Regions from separate parts of the Mus musculus genome. Here region 1 is linked to region 2. Evidence: chromatin contacts called from public Hi-C data. All regions are on one chromosome and are shown on one strand. Each heading gives the region's core, a stretch centred on a gene start, on an enhancer-like site or on the middle of the called end of the contact. The rest is flanking DNA. Distances are from core to core; before and after follow the strand shown.

The links. A called contact is a pair of places that touch in the nucleus more often than the background predicts.
Region 1: a Hi-C map of Th1 cells shows a contact between it and region 2, with 4 times the contacts expected there. The contact joins the promoter of Mrpl53 here to the enhancer-like site in region 2. A contact is called at or near these places in 4 of 39 promoter capture datasets (the 3T3-L1 cell line, the HPC-7 cell line and hippocampal neurons), 4 of 484 Hi-C or Micro-C datasets (the HL-1 cell line, Th1 cells, cerebellum and 1 more), 3 of 115 datasets of contacts at active chromatin or transcription factors (extraembryonic endoderm stem cells, microglia and pancreatic cancer cells) and 3 of 9 other capture datasets (adipose tissue, liver and macrophages).

What each region holds. Positions count from the first base shown.
Region 1 is chr6:83,106,338-83,112,924 of GRCm38.p6, reverse strand. Mrpl53 (mitochondrial ribosomal protein L53) reads right to left here and starts at 3,817. Exons shown (of 3, transcript NM_026744.3): 1 at 3,722-3,817; 2 at 3,499-3,611; 3 at 2,993-3,403. The coding sequence starts at 3,813. The coding sequence ends at 3,252. It overlaps Ccdc142 (coiled-coil domain containing 142), which reads right to left. Exons shown (of 9, transcript NM_001081266.1): 6 at 5,758-5,872; 7 at 5,293-5,470; 8 at 4,971-5,170; 9 at 3,804-4,834. The coding sequence ends at 4,548.
Region 2 is chr6:82,739,520-82,745,503 of GRCm38.p6, reverse strand. Hk2 (hexokinase 2) reads left to right here. Exons shown (of 18, transcript NM_013820.3): 4 at 523-642; 5 at 1,464-1,559; 6 at 2,137-2,236; 7 at 2,518-2,701; 8 at 5,830-5,984. Among named protein-coding and RNA genes, the nearest start is that of Gm32480, 27 kb to the right of the region's middle. Within about 2 kb of position 4,728, at least 121 of the 459 cell types and tissues checked have an H3K27ac peak or open chromatin away from gene starts, as enhancers often do. A contact at or near this core is called in the HL-1 cell line, Th1 cells, adipose tissue and 2 more, where this site is marked.

The DNA of each region.
Region 1 (6,587 bases), core at 2,568-5,067, 370 kb before region 2:
ATGAGAGTGGACAGTGACAGATTTATCTGTCCCATGTCATAACTACTTAAGGGCAGAGCTGACTGGGATTGACAGCTGTTCTGGTTTTGTTTTGTTTTTTGAGACAGGGTTTCTCTGTATAGCCCTGGCTGTCCTGGAACTCACTTTGTAGACCAGGCTGGCCTCGAACTCAGAAATCCACCTGCCTCTGCCTCCCGAGTGCTGGGATTAAAGGCATGTGCCACCACGCCCAGCTCTGTTTTTGTTTTTAAGATTCATTTATTTATGTATATGAGTACACTGTAGCTGTACAGATGGTTGTGAGCCACCATGTGGTTGCTGGAAATTGAACTCAGGACCTTCGAAAGAGCAGTCAGTGCTCTTAACCACTGAGCCATCTTTCCAGCCTGACACCTGCTGTTTTTAACAAAAACTCATTCAATTTTACCAGTGAAGACTTGGGAGCCAGATGCTAGGGTTAAAGCCTGCTAGCTGAGAGACAGAGAAAACACCCAGCAGACCTTCCTCCTCAGCCTAAGTCTCACCGGGAATGACCCTCTCTCACAGTCTCAAGCAATTCTACTTCCTGTGTGTCTATCTGTTCCCCTGACTCTTTCTCTCTATCATTTTTTCTTAATAAGCCCATGTTCACTTCCTGACAACACTTGGGCCTGTGGTTGCTTGCTCTACTTCTTGACCTACAGTTGACTTTAATCTTGTTTACAATAGTTCAGAAAGCTTTTGGATTAAAGGTGTATGCTAAGGCTGAGCCACACCACAACTATTTTCCAGTATTCCAGTATTTTCCAGTAAGTAACACAATCTTGGGGTTCACAGAATGGCCAAATATCCTGCAGCACACACCCCAGGCCTTCAGGGAGATGTCTTTCTTAAAGGATGGCAGCGAGAGAGCCTCTACTACTCATTTAGGCAGGGAAGAATTACAGTATTGCTGGGGAGTGGGGCCCGAGTTATCTGGTAAACTACATAGCTATTCTTAGCTGGGCATTCTTAAGTTCTCTGGCAGTGGCTGTGGGCTTTTTTTTTTTTTTTTTTTTTTTTTTTTTTTTTTTTTTTCTCTCTTCTTGTAATTCAAGGTGAGAAACAAAGGGGCTGGGAAGGTGGCCCAGTGATTTGAGCACTTGCTGGGAAAGCATGAACTGACTTGGGATCCAGCATGCTCACATAAAAGGCCAGGGCGCATCCGCAGCACTGGGGTAAGGAGATAGGGGATTCTGGGTGCTTGCTGGCTAGGTGGGGTAATATATGCCTGTAACCACAGCACTTGGGGGATGGAGATAGGGGATTCTGGGTGCTTGCTGGCTAGGCTAGCTGAAAAGAGTAAGGTCAGGTTCAGTGAGACATTTTATCTGGAAACAAGACAAAACAAAACAATAACAAAAATCCAAAACAGATGGAACATGGTAAAGGAAAATACACAACCTTTGGCTTCCACATTTGCAAACACAGGCATGTGCACCTACATACATATACATACACAAAAAGAAAACAATGATACCGTAACCCAGTGTACACACACACACACATATGCTAGAGTGTCTTTATTTATAAAATATACAGTCATTTATTCAAAACTAAAACTTCTTAAAAGAATACTCTTGTGGCTGTAGTAAGAATGTTGGTTTCTTTAGAAATTCAGTTATGTTTTAGTGCCAGGTGTGGGGTAAGAAGCTGTGTCCCAGCCGGTGATTATGAACTGCCTTGTGCACTAGCAGGGGTGTGATTTTTACCTGCTGCAGAGAGATTAATTCTGGGGACTCTGGAGAGGGCCTGCTGCAGCTGCTGATCCCTCTTGCTGCGGCTGCATTTGCTGGATATTCTGATGATGAAGACTGGACTTGCCCCAAGGAACCCAAGGACCCTAATCAGCAGGAAGTAGCCTATAGAGGTCTATATCCCCTCCCCCTCTAATCTTCTCTCCTACATAATGCTGGGGTGTCAGAAGGGATTAGGGTGAAGAAAGGTTGGAAGGGAGGTAGAGGTATAAAAACTAAAAGTTAAAAAAAAAATAACACATGGCATGCATGGATAACTTTTTTTGTACGACTTTTTTTTCTGATTTTTAATGTGCATTCATTGGTGTCTTGCCTACATGCATGTCTGTGAGAGGGTGTCAGATGCCCTAGAACTGGAGTTACAGTTGTGAACTGCTATGTGAGTACTGGAGATTGAACCCTGGTCATCTGGAAGAGTAGCTAGTGCTCTTAAACACTAAGCTACTCCTCTGGCCTCGAATGGATAACTTTTTATGCCATTTGATCCTCTAAAATGACTTCATGGTCACATTAATGGATGTTAACCAAAAACTATTTCCGGACTGTGGGAAGTAAGCCATTATTACCCATGTGAAGGATGAGATTTCATAGCAGCTAAAATGATAAGGGAAAATGACACCAGGCAGGAGAATAAAAGTGGTACAGGAAATGAGTGAGAATGGAAGGGTCTCGATAAGTAGACCAGGCTGGCCTCCTGAGTAGCCTGGATAGTGTGTGCCAATAGACGGGGCTGGCTCCTCTCTTTCCCCTCAGTGCAGACAGACTGGTTGGATCTACGGAGAAAGGGAAGGGATAGGAGAGGAAACACTACATTTCTAGCCTAGAAGGCTGAGCAGGAAGTCAGAAGAGCCAAGTGACCGTTCCACTTGAAGGAAAGAATGTTGGTGGCATATGGGGGAAATTGGCAGTAGCTAATCATAGAAGATGGGGTTAGAACCAAATAAAAAGGTAGGGTTTAAATCCTGAGTAGTTGAAATTATGACAGAATGGGTGGTTCCATGAGAGTGAATGAAGAGTAGACAACACTACTAAGGAAGATGAGTACTGTAGGCTGAGGGTGGTGGCTGTCTAGAATCCCAGCACTGAGGAGCCTGAAGCAGAAAAATGCTTTCACATTTCTAGGCCACCTTGGTCTTCTTACTAAGTTTCAGGTTAGCTCATGGTAAGACCCTCTCTCAAAATCCAAGTAAACAACCTGAGAAAAATAGCATTCATTTGGCAATAAATATTTAATTAAAATGTACTTGGTTGACAGATCCAAATAAAGTTAAACACTGAGAAAGAAAAATTCCAATTTGTCGGGGCCCTTCACCACCCAAACTTACTTATCTTGCCCCAGAAGCCCTGTTGTTAGTGTTCTTGCTCCGTATCATGAGCTCCATGCAGCATTTTGAGTGATTAAAGCCCAGGTCTTCTCAGACCACTCACTGTCTTTAGATTCAAGCTAACATTTGGTTGTTGGACTCTTCTGCCATATCAGCGGCGGGTACTCGTACCCGGGGCGACCTTGTCTGCGCCCGGTGCAGATGCTGCCGCGGCGTTCCTGTCCCGGATGTGGGAGGCCAAGGCACTTAACATTTCCTGAGTGGTGAGGTGGGCACCGCGCATAATCAGCCGATACCCATCTCCTGGGGGAGATGCAAACCGATGAGTTAGGGACCCTGACTATGCAGGGCTATGGCGGCGATCTGCCCTCGCCCACCCGCGTCCCTACCAGGTTTACCGAACAACACGTCCACGCAGGGCTCAGAGCCGTCGTGCCTCACGTCGGCGATCACAGAGCAGTTGAGGTTGGTGGCGCGGACTTTCTCGCTGCTCACCGTCTGGAGGAAGGTCCTGCGGCCGGAGGGCAGCGTGAGCGCGTCCGGGGGACCAGGGAGCCGGGACGAGGGTGCGCGCGCACGCGTGGGGAACACGGACGCCTCCCACCTCCCCAGAACCCGTACCTCGTGGACTCCACGTTCTTCTCAAACGGGCAGAACTGAACTCGAACCAGCTTGACCGGCCGTAGTCCGAGCCGAGCCAAAGCCGCCGCCATGGTTACCTCCACCCCGGAAGGAGTAGCACTGGGGATCGGTTTATTGGAACGGACCGCTTCCGGCGGCTCCGCGGTACTTCGCGCGGCTGACCTCCGGGGCCACCCGCGAATACTTCAGCCATTAGCAGTGTTCTGTGCCACACAGCATAAGCAGTGAATGTGCAAAATCCCCTTCGCAGGAAAACGTCCTTCAGCCCTCTCCCTCGGGGTCCTGCCTGCGAGATCTAGGTCAGCACCACCCCACATCCTGGCTCCTTCCTTGGAAAGGATGTCACTGCGGGGACTGTCCACCCAGCAGAAGGCAAGCCCTGCCCCTGTAGCAACAGCCAAGGCTTAAATGTCCAGGCCCTACAGCCTAATGACTAGAAACAGAGACGGGGAAGGGGTAAGACTGCCCTCCACGTGTAGAAATGTCTGCTTTGTCTGTGTTTCCTCATGAATCAGTTTTCGCTTTGCTCCTGGGATTCGAGAGAAAGCAAGGTTTGCCTGTCTCCTGAGCGCTAGCCCTGTAGACCCCTTCTAGTTTTAGCTCCAAGATGTCTTCATTGTTTCCGACATCCAGATTTCAGGCTGTAGTTTGCCTATTACTCTGGATTGCAGATCCTAGGATGATCTGGGGGTTCAATTCTGGACTCTAGTTTATGAACATGTTTTATCAAGCACCCAGGTTTAAGCTTCTCTAGCATACAGTTCCTTGTCTGGGGCATGATCTGCAACCCCTGGTCCTAGTCAACTTAGGGTTCAGGACTTGTCCTCAGGCAAGAAAAAAAAGGCAGGTGCCAACGTGGGTGTTGGTGCAGCCTCAGGGCAAGCCAGGCTTGCTGGTTTCCCACCAGGTAAGCCTCAGGACTAGGTCCTGGTCCTCCCCCTCCCCCTCCTCCTCGTCCTCCTCCCCCCAGGGTGCTTAGCAGGTGAGTGTTCTGGGCAGGGGAGACTCCAAGACGAAGAGGGGGTGCCAAGTTTTCCAGGCTGTTGAGGCTGCTGGTGGGCAGTTCAGTGGTCTGGACCTCATAACAGAGACCTGGGAAGGCAGGAGTGGACGGCAGGTTGGTGGGGAATGCTGACGCCAAAGCAATGGTGAGATTGGGTGTGGGTGTTCGAAAGCACCCCTGGAAGGGCTTAGAAAAGCCTGGGGTTGAGGAGTGGTGATAACTCACAGCAACGGGGAGGTCTTCTGTGGACTGGATTCTTGGGCAGGGGTTGCTGCAGGAGACACAGCAGGGCCCCATCTAGCTGCTGGAAGATGCTGAGTGAGAGCAGAGTCTGGCGAAGCTCCTGCGACAGGCCCCACTGCTCTTGTTCCAGAACCTCCCTGACCACTCCGAAGTCTTGCTTGAGCTGCAGCGCCCCCTGCAGGCTAGATGTCCAGGTACAATGTGGCCACCAGACACTTCTGCCTCCCCAGACTGCTCTGCCCAAATGGTCTCCATTTTCCCTGTTTGGCATTCTTCCTCTGCCACTAGCATCTTTCCTTCATACCTGAACCGGATCCCATGGGTGAGGATGTGGTCAAGCCAGGCGCCCAGTGTGGCTGTCAGTGCCTGGCCGAGGGCAGGGGCTTGGGCTTCAGGTGGCAATCCCTGAAGTCCTTGCAACACAGGCTCCAACACAGAGTAGACCACTATCCGAGCGTACTCACTAGGGTCACTGGGAGGTTCTGGAGTGAGACAAGAGAAAAGACAGATGGAGAGACTGCAGAAGTCCAGTGGGCTCCAGAGGGAAGGAAGGGCACAAAGGGTAAGGACAAAGATGTTGACAGTGGTGTGGAGCCACAACTGGGGAGGGCTTGGACCATTTATACCAGGAACCCGAAGGAGAAAGGTGGAAGTGAGAGATTACCAAGACAGTGGGCTGGGGGTTGTAGCTCACTCAGCAAGGCTTGCTCGTCTAGCTTGTGTGAAATCTTGTGTTTCATTTCCAGCACCAGGAAGAAAGAAAAATTACCAGGACACAATCGAAGTCTCCAGTATCGACCCCTCGGCATGTGGAGCTTGAAGCCTTGTGTGGCTTGTTTATGGCATTCTTGGACAAACAGACCCAGTGATTCTTTGGGCAGGAGCTGTATGGGGAGGAAGAAAGTAAGAAGGGCTAGTCTATTAGACTGGGAATGGTGTTTCTCTCTCTGAGGTCTCAGTGTGGGCATCTGTAAAACCCTGATGCCTCACTGTGGGAGCATGGGCATTTTCTAAGGAGGTCTGGACCTAAACCATGCACAGTACCTAGGATTAGAGGTTTCCTTAGTAATCAAAGGCACATGACAAGTCAGGCGTGTTGGGCATGCGGCTAGACTCCCAGCATTTGGAAAGTAGAATCAGAGTATTAGAAGCTCAATGGCCAGGGGATGGAGAGATGGCTCAGTGACTGAATGAATGCTCCTCTAGAGTCTTGAGTTCAATTCCTAGAAACCACATGGTGGGTCATAACCATCTGTAATGAAATCCGATGCCCTCTTCTGATGTGTCTGAAGACTGCTACAGTGTACTTGCATATATAAATCTTTTTTTAAAAAATGGGGTGGGAAGAAGATGGTGATAACAAGGTTGTGTTGTTTAGATTTTTTTGTTTGTTTGTTTTTTTGTTTTTTCCAGACAAGGTTTCTCTGTATAGCCCTGGTTGTCCTGGAACTCACTTTGTAGACCAGGCTGGCCTCAAACTCAGAAATCTGCCTGCCTCTGCCTCCCAAGTGCTGGGATTAAAGGCGTGCGCCACCACGCCCGGCTTTAGATTTTTGGAGAATCTAAAAAAATGGGGCATTTGGCAGAAGTTCTGTGACC
Region 2 (5,984 bases), core at 3,479-5,978:
TAGCATTATTTATGCCTTTGTACACATTGCATGACTGAGTCCAGATGTCATTTTGAGTGTCAGTTCCGATGTCGTTTCCTTTTCATTGGGAGAGCAAAAGATGACATAAGTTCTACCAGCTCATCTTTATAAGTCACTTGTTTCTGTAACTGAAGTAACACTAGAAAGGGGGCATTTATTTTGGCTCACACTTGGAGGGTATAGTCTGTCATAGAAGGAAGAGGACAGACATGGCAGCAGGGGTCTGAGGTCATGACTGTGTCCACAGTCCGGAAGCAGAGAGATGTGGTGCTCGGCTCAGTTAACTCCTTTTTAATCGATCCGTGGCTCCAGCCTTTGGAAGGCTGTCACCGATACATGGGGAGATCTTCCCACTCCCACACAGGCATGCTTAGAGGTTTGTCTTCTAGGTCATGTTAGACTGTTTAGACTGTGTTAAGTTGGCGGTCGATAGAACCCTTCACCCTAAGTCTGTCTCCCACTCTCCTGCCGCCCTGCTCACCTTCCTCTTTGTGCCCGTAGCTGTTTGACCACATTGCCGAATGCCTGGCCAACTTCATGGACAAGCTACAGATCAAAGAGAAGAAGCTCCCGCTGGGTTTCACCTTCTCGTTCCCCTGCCACCAGACGAAACTGGATGAGGTATGGCGGGTCGAGATGCTTTCTCGGAAGGGGACTCCTGAGCCACCTGCAGCTGTGGGGGCAGTGGCGATGAGGGGATTTTGCATGTGAGCTTTCAGTACTGAGACTTACGTCCTTCTGGGAAGCTATATGTATGTGCTATGTGTAGGTGTGGAGGGTGGTGATGGAGTAGGAGAGGCTGTGGTGTTCTGCCCCTCCCCCACATACTTTGTGGTATCCTGTCCATGTTGGCAGAATTAAGATCTTCTTTGATCTAAAGTGCTATGAGAAAGACCCACGGATGAAAGGAAGATACCCAAGAAGCTGGGGCTGTGTTCATTTGGTAGAGTGCTTGCCTAGCGCACACAGAGCCGAGGGGGCTGTCCCCAGCACAACATAAACTGGCCACAGTAGTACCTACTGAAACCCCTGCCTCAGGAGGTAGAGGCAGGAGGAGCAGAAATACAAGGATACACACACACACACACACACACACACACACACACACACTATACATACACACACACACACACACACACACACACACACACACACACACTATACATACACACACACATACACACACACACACTATTTACTGCTTCTTTCTACTTCTTGGGCAGGGAATCACAGTAAAACTCATATATGCACTCTTCTGTCCTGGAGTTTGGGCGGGGTTGGGGTGTGTGTGTGTGCTGAGTTTCCTCCTTCCTGGGCTAGTTAGGAGACAATGTATAAATTTAATCATGACTTTAGGCCTGAGGTAGAGGGCTCTGCTGAGGACTTGTTAGAATGTTGCTGTCGCAGCTGTGGGAAATCATTATTTTTTGGCCCTCTTCTAGAGTTTCTTGGTCTCATGGACTAAGGGGTTCAAGTCCAGTGGCGTGGAAGGCAGAGATGTGGTGGATCTGATCCGGAAGGCCATCCAGCGCAGAGGGGTGAGTAGTGGGTGGGAGCTCAGGGTCCCCAGGCTATCTGAGATCCTTCCCTGTCTGTCTCTGGACTCTATAGGACATGGTTTTGTAGAGCTTAAGGATATGTATTCAGTATCCCTGCCATGTTGGCCTGTGACTTTTGTATGTGATCAGATACCTTTGGGGATTTGAAATTTGCTTGATGGACAGTAACTTTGGCCTTTGGCCTTTGGTGCAAGAAACACACTTTGGTCCTTAGCCTCAGGATTCTCCTTGTCAAGTAGGGATGTCGGCATGATTGACATGAGTGGGGAATGAAGCAGGGGATGGTAGGCTAGGTCTGTCAGTTGTGTGTGAGGGGGAGAAAGCAATAAGATGAATTCAATCCATTCTGCTGTCTGGAAAATGGTCCTTATTGGTGAAGACAAATGGAGAATAGGTGGATGGGGCACCTGGGTGATCCCCACTGCTATCCATGCGTGGCCATGGATTGGGTTAGTAGCATACTTGCATGGTGTGTCTTGCTCTTTCTCCATCTTCACACTTGTCTTCATACCCGTCTTCCCCTGGTGATGATGAAGGCCCTTTGATTCCCCTGCAGGACTTTGACATTGACATTGTGGCTGTGGTGAATGACACGGTTGGGACCATGATGACTTGTGGTTATGATGATCAGAACTGCGAGATTGGTCTCATTGTGGGTGAGTGAGACCCTGGTGTGAGGGCCATAGTTGTTTGAACTAATCATTAGCTTGGGTGTTTTCTCCTGATGTGCGAAGATAGCGATGCAGCTACTTTAGGCCATGCCGGGACTTACAGGGTTAAGCAGTGTACAAGAGATCTGGCCATCATGTTGTGTTGTCCCAGGAGGCTGCCGTGAGGAATCTCAGCCCCTAGGCAGACTTCTACAAGCAGTGAAGAGGGAGGCTGCTAAGACGATAGATAGCCCACTTGGCACTGAACAGTTTCTTCCTTTGATCAGGTACTGGCAGTAATGCCTGCTACATGGAGGAGATGCGTCACATTGACATGGTGGAGGGCGACGAGGGACGGATGTGCATCAACATGGAGTGGGGGGCCTTTGGGGACGACGGTACACTCAATGACATCCGAACTGAGTTTGACAGAGAGATCGACATGGGCTCACTGAACCCTGGGAAGCAGCTGTAAGTAGCATCTTCCTTTGGGGTGAGTGGGTGGGTGAGTGGATAGGGTGTGGAGCTGAGGGGGGACTGCCACACACAGCAAGGGCTTGTCTCCACGCTTCCTTTGCATTATCCCCAAAGGGTTGTGGAGGCACACGAGTTGTGGGAATGGTCATGATCATAAGACTGCAAAGGGGCTGAAAGCAGAGAGAAGCCCTTCGGGTGGTCATGCTTTTGCTTGGGTTCTTCTCAATACAGAGTCTTGGTCAGCAGCCCTCTGGGTAGCCCTGGATGTTCTGGAACTCACTCTGTAGACCAAACTAGTCTCAAACTCAGAGTTCTGCTGCCTCTGCCTCCCAAGTACTGGGATTAAAGGTATGTGCCACCACTGCCCGGCAAGATGAGGCTCTTAAAGGCACTGTTTTGTGGCTTTTGGCCCATCACTGCCTGGATGCCAAGATTGCAGCAAGTAGCTGGTATTATTTGATGATGGGAATTGAACCCTGAGCAAACACTACCAAGGGAGTTACAAGCCTGGCCTTGATTTGGCTTTTTGTTTTGTTTGAGACGGGGTCTCACTGTTTAGTTTCTGGTGGCCTGGAGCTGACTAGGTAGACGAAAGCTGGATTCAAACTCACAGACACCCACCTGCCTCTGCTTCCTAAGTGCTGGGATTAAAGATGTGCTACCCTGTGTTGACTTTTTTTTTTTTTTTAAATCACCGCTTATTCAGAGTCCCAGGCCTTGTGTCTTCATTCACACTAGGCCTCTGGGCCAGTTATGACCTAGGGAAAATTGGAGGCAAAAGCTTAGCATTTTGTACCCTGAATCTTATATGCACCAGTCTTATTTTTTGTTACTTTTGGCTCTTTTTTTTAAGGCTTTGTATTTCTTTTCTTCTTCATGTGTACTTGGTGACTGGAGATTTTGAAGAGGGCATTGGCTCCCCTGGAACTGGAGTCACACATGGTTGTGAACCACCATGTGTGTGCTGGGTATTGATTGGATCTGGGTTCTTTTCAAGAGCAGCCCCTGCTGAGCCATCTCACTGGCCCTCCTTTCGACTCTTACACAACCTTATTTTCTCGAATTTGCAAAACTTCTCTGTGGAAGATCTTGAAACAGGATTGGCAGCTGCTGCAAGGGCTAAACAGCAGTTGCAAAACCATTTTGAGCAATGAACCATTTATCTCTGTGGTTCTCGTGGTGCCGTGAGTGTTTTAGAAAAACTTAGTTCTGATCTCTATTTGGAAAAGGAGATGGGGAGCCTTCCCTTAAGTCACAGGCTTCTCCCCTCCGTGTTGAGATGTGAGTCTCTGCTCTTTCACTTCCTTTAGGATCCTGTGGTTGTGTCTGCTGTGGGTGCTGAGAGATTAGCTGGGAAGCCATTCACTCAGTGCCTCTTCCCTCAGTGGGATGAACCCAAGTCCCTGTGAGGAGCCACGTGTCCTTGGGAGAGTCCAAAGATAAAATGAGCAACCGCACTGGCTTAGCCATAGATGACTGACAGTGATTGGAAGGGAGTCTTCCAAACTATCCACTGGGGTGACCCTGAAGTCCTGCTGGGCAGTCATTGTTGTAAAGAGCCACTGACGAAGGACAGCGTCATGTAGACGTTGGAATTCTGCAGTGCTGAAGCCTGAAGCCGGGTTGCTACTTATCAGAAATAGTTGCTGTGTTGGAACTTTGGGTTTTTGCTTTTTGAGACAGCTTCTCCTGTGACCCTAGCTGATTTTGGACTCACTTTCTGAGATGACCTTGACTTTTTTTTTTTTTCCTTCTGAGACAGGGTTTCTCTGTGTAGCCCTGGCTGTGCTGGAACTCAATTTGTAGACCAGGCTGGCCTCAATTCCCAGAGATCTGCCTGCCTTTGCCTCCTTAGTGCTGGGATTAAAGGCATGCGTCCCCTGTCTCCCATTTATCTATTCACGTTATGAGCATCAGTGACTTTTTTGCATGTCTTTAAGTGCGCTGTATGCATGTTGGGGAGGCCAGAAGAGGGCCCCTGAAACTAGAATTACACATAGTCCTGAGTGCTGGGAATCAAATTTTGTTCTGCCAGAGTGGTCCTCACTCTGAACCGTAGAACCATTTCTCTAATGTTTGAGATAGGGTCTCACCGTGTAGCCTAGGCTAGCCTGAAACTTGATCCTCTTGCCTCAACCTCCTAAATGTTGGCATAGCTGGTGTCTGGAACCACGTTGCCAGTGCTCCTTTACTATGAGCAAGTCCCATCTTGCTGATTGAGGGCCCGGTTTTCAGTTTCTGTTAGGTGTTCTGTGCCACACCCCTGCTGGGCCTCCTGGGTGGTGTGGCCCATCCTAGTTAGTACACAGCCCATTATGCTTCCTGTCTGTTAGACTCTGATCCTTTATGAGACATCAAGGGGTTTTCTTTACCCAGAAGATATTCCGAAGGGCTTGGTTTCTTCTGTCACGTGGGCCCAGGCAAAAAGAGCAATCGCTAAAGAAGAGTGCCACCTAGTGGTGGAAAATTAAACTACTGGACTTCCTTAAGTGCTGGCCCTGATTTCTTCCTTTGGCTTTCAACCCGTTCACCACTAGATTCTTTTTGTTTTTTGTTTTGTTTTTTGAGACAGGGTTTCTCTGTGTAGCCCTGACTGTCCTGGAACTCACTCTGTAGACCAGGCTGGCCTCGAACTCAGAAATCCACCTGCCTCTGCCTCCCAAGTGCTGGCACTAAAGGCATGCACCACCACCGCCCGGCTCACCACAAGATTTTTGAGCCCTCTTTTAGCCTGCCCTGGAACTTTACCCCAATCTCTGTCCAGGTTACTTACTGGCTTTTTTTTTTTTTTTTAAAGACCAGGCTAGCCTTGAACTGCCTCTGCCTCCCAAATGCTGATTAAAGACGTGCCTGACCACCTCCTAGCCTCTGCCAGGTTATTGTCACCCATTTTCTTGAATTCACAATTGGGGAAGGCAGTGTCAGTGGATGAGTGGGAAGATCTGTACCTTGATCTACTTATAGCCACCTTGTTTCCTATTGGGAACCTCTGTAAGCCTTGTTGTTGTTGCTTTGATACATTTTTTCTTGAGACAGAGTCTCGCTATGCGTGTTTGCCCTCCTCTGGAGGAGAGAGGGTGTACATCTGTTGATGGTGGGACGTCACTGGTCTGTCTCTGCAGGTTTGAGAAGATGATCAGCGGGATGTACATGGGGGAGCTGGTCAGACTCATCCTGGTGAAGATGGCCAAGGCCGAGCTGCTGTTCCAAGGGAAACTCAGCCCAGAGCTCCTTACCACTGGCTCCTTCGAGACCAAAGATGTCTCGGATATTGAAG